Linked DNA regions of Pan troglodytes: region 1 is linked to region 2. Evidence: chromatin contacts called from public capture Hi-C data. All regions are on one chromosome and are shown on one strand. The core of a region is the stretch at or near the end of the contact, and the rest is flanking DNA. Distances in the headings are between cores, read along the strand shown. Region 1 holds the start of S100A7 (S100 calcium binding protein A7). Region 2 holds the start of SLC27A3 (solute carrier family 27 member 3).

Evidence for each region. Capture Hi-C pulls out chosen DNA fragments and counts their contacts.
Region 1: a contact with region 2 is called in a capture Hi-C map of stem cell-derived neural stem cells, with 4 times the contacts expected there. The contact joins the promoter of S100A7 here to the promoter of SLC27A3 in region 2. A contact is called at or near these places in 3 of 7 Hi-C or Micro-C datasets (induced pluripotent stem cells and stem cell-derived neural progenitor cells) and 1 of 1 other capture datasets (stem cell-derived neural stem cells).

The regions. Positions count from the first base shown.
Region 1 is chr1:95,657,293-95,663,465 of NHGRI_mPanTro3-v2.0_pri, reverse strand. It overlaps S100A7 (S100 calcium binding protein A7), which reads right to left and starts at 2,454. Exons shown (of 3, transcript XM_054671174.2): 1 at 1-2,454.
Region 2 is chr1:95,408,018-95,413,606 of NHGRI_mPanTro3-v2.0_pri, reverse strand. It overlaps SLC27A3 (solute carrier family 27 member 3), which reads left to right and starts at 3,737. Exons shown (of 10, transcript XM_016927581.4): 1 at 3,737-5,589. The coding sequence starts at 4,664. It overlaps INTS3 (integrator complex subunit 3), which reads left to right. Exons shown (of 30, transcript XM_001144061.8): 25 at 253-301; 26 at 1,367-1,534; 27 at 1,894-1,994; 28 at 2,193-2,265; 29 at 2,478-2,634; 30 at 2,746-3,630. The coding sequence ends at 2,823.

The DNA.
Region 1 (6,173 bases), core at 1,205-3,704, 250 kb before region 2:
GGAGGTGGAGAACCTTTATGAGTAGCTCAGGGATTGTAAATACACCAATCAGCACCCTGTGTCTAGCTCAGGGTTTGTGAATGCACCAATCGACACTCTGTATCTAGCTACTTTGGTGGGGCCTTGGAGAACCTTTGTGTGGACACTCTGTATCTAGCTAATCTGGTGGGGACGTGGAGAACCTTTGTGTCTAGCTCAGGGATTGTAAATGCACCAATCAGCACCCTGTCAAAACAGACCACTCCCGTCTACCAATCAGCAGGATGTGGGTGGGGCCAGATAAGAGAATAAAAGCAGGTTGCCCTAGCCAGCAGTGGCAACCCGCTCGGGTCTCCTTCCACACTGTGGAAGCTTTGTTCTTTCGCTCTTTACAATAAATCTTGCTGCTGCTCACTCTTTGGGTCCACACTGTCTTTATGAGCTGTAACACTCACTGCGAAGGTCTGCAGCTTCACTCCTGAAGCCAGTGAGACCAGGAACCCACCAGGGAGGAGGAACAAAGAACTCCAGATGCCCCTCATTAAGAGCTGTAACACTCACCCCGAAAGTCTGCAGTTTCACTCCTGAGGCAACAAGACCACGAACCCCACCAAAAGGAAGAAACTCCGAGAACACATCCGAACATCAGAAGGAACAAACTCCAGACATGCCGCCTTTAAGGACTGTAACACTCACCGCGAGGGTCTGCGGCTTCATTCTTGAAGGCAGTGAGACCAAGAACCCACCAATTCCAGACACAATAGCCTCCCAGGCTGGGTGCGGTGGCTCACAGTCTGTAATCCCAGCACTTTGGGAGGCCAAGGCAGGTGGATCAGCTGAGGTCTGGAGTTCAAGATCAGCCTGGCCAACATGATGAAACCCCATCTCTACTAAAAATACAAAAATTAGCCAGGCATGATTGTGGGAGCCTGTACTCCCAGGTACTGGGGAGGCTGAGGCAGGAGAATCACTTGAATCCGAAAGGTGGAGGTTGCGGTGAGCTGAGATCACACCACTGCACTCCAGCTTGGGCAACAGAGTGAAACTCTGTCTCAAAAAAATATATATATAATATAATATATACAGAGCATTATTAGAGAAAAATAATCACTCTGTATTACTACAAACATTTCAGAAGACATAACAATTCCGAACTTGTTTGTATCTTTTAGTATAGCCTCAAAAAATATAAAGAAAATGACTGAATTACTAAAATAAATTTATAAAATCACAGTCTTAGTGGGATATTTCAACATGCTTCTTTCAGTAATTGAGAGATCAAGCAGACAAAAAGAGAACCTCAATAAGAAAAAAAGAAAACATGACTACAGAACACGCATTCTTCTGAAGCACCCACACAACTTTTCTGAAAATTGACTACATGCTAGAGCAAAACAAGTCTGAACATATTTTGTAAAATTATACAATAAATCCCCTGCTATCAAAACACAATGTAATTAAAAATCAGTAACAAAAGGATAACTAGAAAAAAGGTACATGTATGAAAGTTTAAAAATATACTTCTAAGAAATATTCATGGGAAGATAAGAAATCATAATGAAAATTTGAAAAACTACACTTTGACCAATCAATAAAGAAAAGGAAACCTTAAAAATGTGGAAAAATCAGCCAGGTGAGGTGGCTCACACCTGTAATCCCAGCACTTTGGGAGGCCGAGGCGGGCAGATCACTTGAGGTCAAGAATTCAAGACCAGTCTGGCCAACATAGTGAAACCCTGTCTCTACTAAAAGTACAAAAATTAGCAGGATGTGGTGGCAGGTGCCTGTAATCCCAGCTACTGGGGAGGCTGAGGTGGGAGAATCACTAGAACCCGAGAGGTGGAGGTTGCAGTGAGCCGAGATCGCACCACTGCACTCCAGCCTGGGCAACAGAGCAAGACCCTGTCTCAAAAAAAAAAAAAAAAACCAAGAACACAAAATAGATGGTAGGAGTAAGAACAAATATATCAGTAACATCAATACATATGAATGAATTAATTGTTCCAGTTAGAAAAGAGAAATCAACTGGTCAGATTTTTTAAATCCATATGTGCTATTTACATAAAAACAAATCTAAAGCAAAAGAATACAAAAGATTAACAGGAGAAGAATGAAAAAATATATAACATGTAAATATAACCAAACAAAAGCTGGTTAATATAACATGTGTAGAACTAACCAATATATGTATTGTTTAGGCTGGGCGTGGTGGCTCACACCTGTAATCCCAGCACTTTGGGATGCCAAGGCAGGTGGATCACCTAAGGTCAGGAGTTCGAGACCAGCCTGACCAACATGGCAAAACCCCATCTCTACTAAAAATACAAAAATTAGTTGTGTGTAGTGGCGCGTGCCTGTAGTCCCAGCTACTCAGGAGGCTGAGACCAAAGAATAGCTTGAACCCAGGAGAAGGAGGTTGCAGTGAGCCAAGATCATGCCACTGCACTCTAGCCTGGGTGACAAAGCGAGACTCTGTCTCAAAGGAAAAAAAAAAAAAAAAAAAAAATATATATATATATATATATATATATGTAGAGAGAGTTTAGTAACTCCAGCTGGTTACATATTATGTACATTTATAAGACAATATAAAACTTATTGGGTAGCTAAAATAGTACTTAGATGAAGTGTATAGCCTTAAAGTTATATATTAGAAAAGACAAAAGTCTAAAAATAAATGAATCGGGCCAGGCGTGGTGGCTCACACCTGTAATTCCAGCACTTTGGGAGGCTGAGGCAGGAGGATCACTTGAGGTCAGGAGTTCTAGACCAGTGTGACCAACATGGCAAAACCCGGTCTCTACTAAAAATACAAAAATTAGCCAGGTGTGGTGGCGCATGCCTGTATTCTCAGCTACTCAGGAGGCTGAAGTAGGAGAAGCTCAAACCTGGGAGGTGGAGGCTGCAGTGAGCAGAGATCGTGCCACTGCACTCCAGCCTAGGGACAGAGTAAGACTGTCTTAAAAAAAAAAAAAAAAAAAAAAAAAGAGAGGGTGACAGAGAGAGAGAGAGAGATCAGCCTGGGCAACATGGCAAAACCTCGTCTCTATTTAAGAAAAAGAAAGAAGGAAAGAAAGAGAGAGAGAGAGAAAGGAAGAAAGAAGAAAGAAAAGAAAAGAAAAGAAAGTTAGTTCTCCCTATTCTTGGTTTTCTGAGATTTTTTTTTTCCCCAGCACAGCACAGCAGTTCTACAGAGAGGCCACCAGACTGCTTATTCATATGGACCTCTAGTCACCCCTGGCAGTGTTTTCCAGCCAGCAAAGGTTTCAAACCTCCCTGGATGGAGCTCAGAGAGGAAGGGATGAGCCACCATCTGTGCTGTTTGGCTGCTTTAGCCACTCTTGCCTTTGGGCTTTGAGGAGTCTGAGGCAACTGCGGGCTGGAGCGGACCTGCAGCATACCACAGCTGCTCTACAAAAACATGGCCAGACTGCTTTTTTAAGCAGGTCTCTGATCCTATTCCTCCTTGCTGGGCAGGAGGTTAATAAGCTGGTCTGCAGCTACCTCTGCCATTGTTTTCCAGCAGGCAGCAGTTCCAAACTTCCTTCAACCTGCCCAGGTCATTGTGCACAAGGGGTCGAAGGATGGAGCTGTCAGAGGTGTGGAGTCCTAATAGGAAAAAGGAGTCAGGCTGGTGGGACCAGGGAAAAGCAAAAAGAGAAAGCAGATCAACTATAAGTGGGCCTTTCTTCATGATCCAGGACTCATAGCACTCATGTACAAATAACTCACAATCTTCCTGTGCCCAACTGATAGAGGATTTTGCTCCTTAACTCAGCTAAATCCAGGTTCTTGTGTTACAACCAGGAAACATTAGGCATATGGATGCATTGAAGGATGAGGAGGGTGAAATTTATTGAGCAAAAGAGGGGTCCCCTCTCAGCAAATAGAGGGGTCCTGCAAACAGGTTTCCACCTCACAATTGAATACCAGGGCTCCCACATATGCACTGAAGAGTCAGGCTCCTTCCCTTGCATAAGGTATGAATTCCTGGTGGCTCCACCCCGACCTTTCGGTGTGCATGGGGGCCCTTAGTCTGAGCCACTCCACACTGATTTATTTCCCTTACTGTGCATGTGTTAAGGGGTGGAATTTTTCACCGTGCACATGTTTAGGCAAGCCCCTGTGCACAATGACCTGGGCGGGTTGGAAGTTCTCCAAGGACACTTCCCTATCTGCCTAGGCATTTGGCTGTCCGTTGCCTCTATCACAACTATCACCAGACCCTCAGCTGATAGAAATTGGAAGTTAGCTCACTGCAACCTTGGCATTATCGGTACTGCTGTGCCGATGTAACCATCCGTACACAGAAAAGAGCTATCCTATAAAATCCCCAGCAAGCCTTTGTTTCCTTGCAGTCAGCTCCTCTCTTGCTGACTCTGCCAGTTGCTCTTTTGCAACATATTCATACTTTCTCTAATAAATCTGCCTATCTTTACCTACAACTATCTTGGTAAATTATTTTACCGTCCACACATTAGCAGCCCCAGAGAGTTACTGCTCACCTGTGACATTTTAGTTGCTCGTAGGGGAACTCTCTCTCCTTATGGGGAACTCTCTCACCTCTCTCTTTCTCTTTCCCAACTGGGGACCCTTGGTGGACAGCATCTAAGCATAAAAACAACTATAGGTCTCTGGCTGGAGCTACACTTTGGTGGAACTAAACGGTGTCCATGTGGAACTGTCTTACGGCTACCACCCATTTGGGTGAGAGGCCTAAGTTTATGTTATCTTTTCAGTCTCCCAGCAGCTGGCTTCTAATATCCCTCTGGCAATTGATAGCCACTAGCCCAGGCCACTCTCCAGTGTTACCTGAAGGCCAGAGGGTGAATGGGGCTGGCCACCTTGCCCAGAAGAGAAGAAGGCTCTCTCCTGTATTTTCTGGTTGGAAGTCCCTAATCCCTATGCATGCAACTGGCCATGGATGCTCATTCAGAGCAAATTCACACACGTTTTGGGTGATTCAGACCCTCTCTTTCTTACTCTAAATTCTCCTGTGGAGTCAGCCAGGCATCCTGTCCCAGATGTTGCTAAATCAGGTGATCTCAGACAGCCTCGGAACAATGAGTCTTCCCCTACCCGCCCCCTCCGCTGGGCTAGCACAGGCAGAGCGCTCCCTTCACCTGTTTTCCTTGTACCTGGATTGGCCTTATGCGGGATGGCAAATGCAGGTAACAAGGAAGCAGCCAAGTGGTCTTTTCTAATAGGTGGGACCCCCCTTTAGAAAGTGCACCCCCAAGTCCCTCAGCAGACACAGTGGAACCCTTTTTCATCTTGGAGGGACACCTCGAGAGAAAGTGTGGTTCATGCTCCAAAAACAGTCCCGCCCCCAAGCACATGGTTCCCAGGCCCACCATGGGACAAACCCTGTCTGTTCCTTCAGACTCACCTCTAGGCTGCATCCTAAAGTATTGGGGCAAATTCCACCCCCAAACTCTCAAAAAAGAAACATCTGGGTTTTCTTGTGTAATACAGCATGGCCGCTATGCAGGAAATCCTCAAATTAACCTCCTCAGTCTTTTATATTTGAGAGCAGAATAAGGATAACAGGACTAAAAAGAGAAAGAAAAATGCAGAGACAGGAGGCAGACTCAACTGTTGGCTGCTTCACAAGCCCTCAGCTCCCTCCAGGTTTCCCTAAAAGCACTCGTCGAAGTAATTGCCATCAGTGCAGAAGGCCAGGCCGATAAAAGACAAAGTGCCCCAATAAAATAAATGGGAAAAAGCCCTGTATGGCTTGGCACCTCTGCCACAAGCTCAGCCAGTGGAAACAGGACTGCCCTGGAAACCAAAGGGCCCCTGGGAAGGAATCCTAACCCCTGATGGCCGTGAGCTAAAGGGGCTCTCTTCTCCAGCTGAAAAGATCTCACCTTAACTGGTGAGTTGTGAAAGGGGATGAATTTGTCCCAAACCGTGTAGGTCCGGGGTGCTAAGGCTCTCCCTAATGGGAAATAAACAAGGGTGGTAGGGTGCTGCCACCACTCCATGCAGTGGCTAGAAGGCTCACGCCTGTAATCCCAACATTTTGGGAGGCCAAGGTGGGCAGATCACTTGAGATCAGGAATTTAAGACCAGCCTGGCCAACATGGCGAAACCCTGTCTCTACTAAAAATACAAAAATTAGCCAGGCGACTAATTTTTGGTGACGGGCGCCTGTAATCCCAGCTACTTGGGAGGCTGAGGCAGGAGAATCA
Region 2 (5,589 bases), core at 2,488-4,987:
TGCACAAGGGCAGGCTCTCTGTCAGCCACTTTTGTTCTTTAGGTGAGTCCTGTGGGCCCACCATGAGCCAGGCTCTGGGCTGGGGCTCAGGTGGCTCAGGGACTGATAGGAGTGGGGTAGGGGATTCTTCCTGGCTCCTCATCAAAGACTGTCCTTATTCCCTCCAGTGGCTGTTGGGGGATGAGAGAGGTCCCCAGATTCCATCCTGGAATCATACCTTCCCCCTGAACAGCCTCTGCCCTTCCCTCACAGAGCACCCAGAGGCCCTGTCCTGCCTACTGCTTCAACTCCGAAGAGAAAAGTGAGTTCCACTTCTGGGGCTCTTTAGCCCTCAGTTTTAACTCCCAAGAGCTGCTGTGGTCTAAAGGGCTTCTGTCCTGCTCCTTATTGCCATATTTTTTCCTGTCGTTAACATCTGCTTATTCTGCCCTTCCCCCAACGTGACTTACAAATGAGCAGCTCCCCTGGGATCTGGGCTTCCTCTCGACTTTACCCCCCTGCCCACCAGGAGCTGCCCTCGGAGGTGGGGAGGTGGGGACCGGACATCCCTGTTTCCTGCTGCCACAGCAGTTCTAATCCCTGGTGGCTCCTGCTCCCCGCCGCGCCCCCTCCCCCCACCGCCCCATGCTCCTGCTGGCCACCGCACAGCTAATCCAAGAGGAGGGAGGGTCAGGGTAGAGGGGTCACGCACCATCCTCTCCCTCACCCTGTGCAGAGCAGAGCCAGCTGGACCTACTGTGCCTTGACAGGGTGGGGCAGAGAGGGAGAGGGTGGCAGCCCCCTCTTCCCGCAAAGCCCTTGAGCAACATCCCCCGATAAATGGGGCAGCAGCTGTGTATCTTATCCTTCCTACCTTTCTGCCTTCCTTCCACCCTTTCTGCTCTCTTGCCTGAGAGACTGTAAATGGTACAGAGTGTCCTAGAGGAAGTGGGAAGCTTGGAGGCTGTATGGGGCTGTGACTTCACAACCCTCTCCTGCCCCCTTCCTCCAGCTGGAAGCCAGGTTGGCCCACAGCTTTAGCAGGGTAGGGGTAGGGGAGCATCCACATGCCACATGCTTGTGCTTCTGCCTCCCAGGCCCACTCCCTGACTGTTCTAGGGGAGGAGGAGGAGAACTGAGGGTCCTCCTTCCCAACACACACACGCACACGCCTTCTCCTACCACAGCAAGTGAAGAATCTCACTTCTTCTCTCCTGGCTTCCACAGAGGATGAAACCAGGCATTCCTTGGCCTAAGGAGAAGAGGGAGAGGGATGTGAGAGTAGTGGGTGGGTGGGGAGGCCAGGGCTTGGGAAATAAGTGGGAGAGACCCAGCATGCCCTGCGGCCACTGTGCAAGCAGCACCCAGTGCCCCCTTCCTCCCCCAGGCCCAGCGAGGAGATGGTGAAGATGGTGCTGAGCCGGCCCTGCCATCCTGACGACCAGTTCACCACCAGCATCCTGCGGCACTGGTGCATGAAACATGACGAGCTGCTGGCCGAGCACATCAAGTCCCTGCTCATCAAGAACAACAGCCTGCCTCGCAAGAGACAGAGGTGGGACACGGTCCCTGTCTACCCTCCAGGCCATGGCGGTCTGCAGTGATTGCTGTCCGGTGGTGGTGGTGATGGGGGCCAGTGCTGTCCCAGCCTGGTTTGTGGGCGACATCTAGTGGTCCGAAGCCACATGGCATGCGAGACCACCGTGGCCCTTTCTCCCCATCTTCCAGTGCCCCTGTGGCCAGGATCCCCTGTTCTAGGCACACCTTTCTCACCCAACCCCAGCCCTCCCAGGCTGCCTATCCTGTTCCCCATGTAGGCTGCCTCTGTCTTAAGAGGGCCCTGGCGGGTGGAGGGTGTCTCGCCCTCTGGAACCCTCCCACACTCAGACTCTGGCTCTGGTGATTCCTGCACAGCCTGAGGAGCTCTAGCAGCAAGCTGGCCCAGCTGACTCTGGAGCAGATCCTGGAGCACTTGGACAACCTGCGGCTCAACCTGACCAACACCAAGCAGAACTGTATGCCTTCCACCCTCGGCGTCCAGTATAGACGGTGCTGCCCTGGCCCAGACTACGCCTGGAGCCAGGCTGGGGGCAGGGGCAGGACACCCGGGGCCACAACCCACACTCGGGATAAAACAACCTGTGGGTGCTGTTTAATAAGCTCCCAGACATCTGATTGTTTTTCCTTCCCTGCTCTCCCTTTTCTTCCTCTAGTTTTTAGCCAGACCCCAATTCTCCAGGCGCTGCAGCATGTCCAAGCGAGCTGTGACGAAGCCCACAAGATGAAGTGAGGCTCCTGCCACTTTGGGCCTTGGAAAGTAGTAGGGGAAAAGCCTAAGGGAGAGGAAGCCTGCTAGGGACATAAACGTAATGGCCAGCAAGACCTTAGGGTCCAGGGTTGAAGAAAAAGAGGCCTAGGCCTGGGGGCAGAGAAGAGGATGGGAGGTGCCGTAGGAGCAGCAGGCTCCCACTCAAAGAGCTACCGCTCCTTTTCCTTAGATTCAGTGATCTCTTCTCCCTGGCGGAGGAATATGAGGACTCTTCCACCAAGCCACCCAAGAGCCGGCGAAAAGCAGCTCTGTCCAGCCCTCGAAGTCGAAAGAATGCCACACAGCCCCCCAATGCCGAAGAAGAGTCGGGCTCCAGCAGTGCTTCAGTGAGAACCCAGCCAGTGCACAGGGGGAAAAGGAGCACTGGGTGCAGGTGGAGTCGGCGCCAGCAGCTGCCCAGGCTGTTAACTTCCCATTTCCCCTCCCATCTCTTCCAGGAAGAGGAAGACACGAAACCGAAGCCTACCAAGCGGAAACGAAAAGGGTCCTCCGCAGTGGGCTCTGACAGTGACTGAGGCCCTGCATTCCCTATCCCACCCCCGGCTGGACTGCCCTCTCCTTCTTGGTGATTCAAAGGTTAATAGAGGCTGAGGAGATTGCAGGGGAAACACCCTTGCTGCATCCCCAAGCTCCCCCGGTGGAAGGAGGAGCTTTCTCCTCTGGCTGAGTTTGAGAAGCTGCCATGCAGCCCCTAGCCCCTTCCCTCCTCCTGGGGCCTCCAGCCCCTCACACTGCTGTTCCCAGTGATATTTGGGATCTGACTGAAGCCAGAGGCTCTGTAAAATCAGACCATAGTGGAAGTCCTCAGCCCCCTGGCCCCTTCCCCAATCTCCTCCCCCAGTCTCCCAAAGAGCCATTTCAACAGAGAAGGGAAATGACAAAGGGGCAGCTGGCCAGATAAGCTAGGATGAGAGCAGAGACTCAGTGTGTGGGTGTCCCTTCCCGCTTCCCCTTCAGGTCTTGGTTTGTTCTGAAGGGACGTTTTATAGTCACTATCCACATGCCAGTGTGAAATGGGCATCTATGACGTGGTCAGGGTGTCCATTCCTAATCATGGGGCAGATGCCACAAGCATTCAGAAAGGAGTCTGAAAGGGTGGCCACAGCCCCACGTGGTGTGCCCTGGAGGCTTAGGTTGGTCTGAGGTTGGCACCTCAATCTACACCAGAGCCCAGGGAGTCCCAGAGGCAAGTTTCACAGAATTGTCAAATGATCCCATTTCCTTGAGTCTGTTTTTTTTTTGTTTTGTTTTGGTTTTTTTTGGCAGAGATAATCGTGTCTTAAAAGTTGTTTTTAAATGACAATAAAACAAGCCAGAATGTCTTTTGTGCTGGAGTGTCTGCTGGCATTTGCCCCGTGCATGTATAGCTTGGTCTTGATTTGATTGGCACCCCTACTTGTAACCGCAGAACATCCCCCTTTCCCTTCCTGTTCTGCCCCCACTTTTGTCTAGAGCAGAAGGGACTTGGCTTTGGCCACTACCCATCCTTCCTGCTGCCACTGGAGGTGGGAGCCAGGCACTGATCTGTCTATGCAGAACCATCCCCCGTAGGATGAGGCCTGTCCTTACTCATTTCTCAAGAAACAAGATGCTTCCAAAAGGTCTGTCATCCTCCAGTTGAAGTCTGTGTGCCTACCAAGAATGGCCGGAGGACTCGCTGCTTGACAGGGGAGGGATGCTCCAGCTTGGTCTCCAGGGACAACTGTACCTGGAGATAAAGTCTGGATACCAGGGAGGGACAGAGATGCTCTTCCTTCCACAGTGTGGCCACTTGCTGGGCCATGTGAACCAGCAGAGAGTTCCTTGGCTATGCTGTTGTTCCCCCGCTGTCCAGGGAGAATGGAGGTGGACTGAGGAGTGAAGTTTGGGCGAACTGCACAGAGCTGCTCCTCTTCACCCCGAAAATTTGTCTTTTTACAGAATCCAGGTTCTCCCCTCCCTCATCACTGCTGTTGCTTCCTTTGAAAGTCTAAACCACTGGAGGCCTCTTTTTCCTTCCTCTCTCCTTCCCCAGTTTCCTCTGTCCCAATTAAAACCAGGATGGAGAGCATTTGCTGGCTGGCCCCAATTATTGTACCCTTGCCCAAAGGGAGGGGCCTCTGTCGTGACCCCTCAGAAATCTGGCAGTCTGGGTTTCCACCTTTCCCCTATTTAACTCTCAGCCCCCACCCATCCCCTGGGGTTGCGGCTGGCAGGCCGGGACTTGCAGAACCAAATGGGCCAGGGGCCAAGTTCATTCTTTTGGGAGAGAGCAATGGTACCTTCCCTTAACGGGAAAACGAGAAATATTGAGGGGAAGATGGACTGCGATCCAAACGCCCTGGCTCTCAGGCCTGGACTCTAGGGCTTAGCCAGATGCCTAAACCGCCCAAGCCGAGGAAGAACTTAGAAGACAGACATAACCCTGGAATTGAGGGAAGGCGCGAGCACCGCCCAGGACCTGGTAGGGTGCGAGCCGCGAGCAGTCCGGGAGGGAGCGCGCCTAGGGCGGAGCGTAGGCTGTGGGGGGAGGGCTGGGAGTCCGGGGCCGCCCCACACCCGCACTCCTCCCGTGTTTCTGCTCTCCGCCCGTGTGGAGTGGTGGGGGCCTGGGTGGGAATGGGCGTGTGCCAGCGCACGCGCGCTCCCTGGAAGGAGAGGTCTCAGCTAGAACGAGCGGCCCTAGGTTTTCGGAAGGGAGGATCAGGGATGTTTGCGAACGGCTGGAACCAGACGGTGCCGATGGAGGAAGCGGGCTCCATGGCTGCCCTCCTGCTGCTGCCCCTGCTGCTGTTGCTACCGCTGCTGCTGCTGAAGCTACACCTCTGGCCGCAGTTGCGCTGGCTCCCGGCGGACTTGGCCTTTGCGGTGCGAGCCCTGTGCTGCAAAAGGGCTCTTCGAGCTCGCGCCCTGGCCGCGGCTGCCGCCGACCCGGAAGGTCCCGAGGGGGGCTGCAGCCTGGCCTGGCGCCTCGCGGAACTGGCCCAGCAGCGCCCCGCGCACACCTTTCTCATTCACGGCTCGCGGCGCTTTAGCTACTCGGAGGCGGAGCGCGAGAGTAACAGGGCTGCACGCGCCTTCCTACGTGCGCTAGGCTGGGACTGGGGACCCGACGGCGGCGACAGCGGCGAGGGGAGCGCTGGAGAAGGCGAGCGGGCAGCGCCGGGAGCCGGAGATGCGGCGGCCGGAAGCGGCGCGGAGTTTGCCGGAGGGGACGGTGCCGCCAGAGGTGGAGGAGCCGCCGCCCCTCTGTCACCTGGAGCAACTGTGGCGCTGCTCCTCCCCGCTGGCCCAGAGTTTCT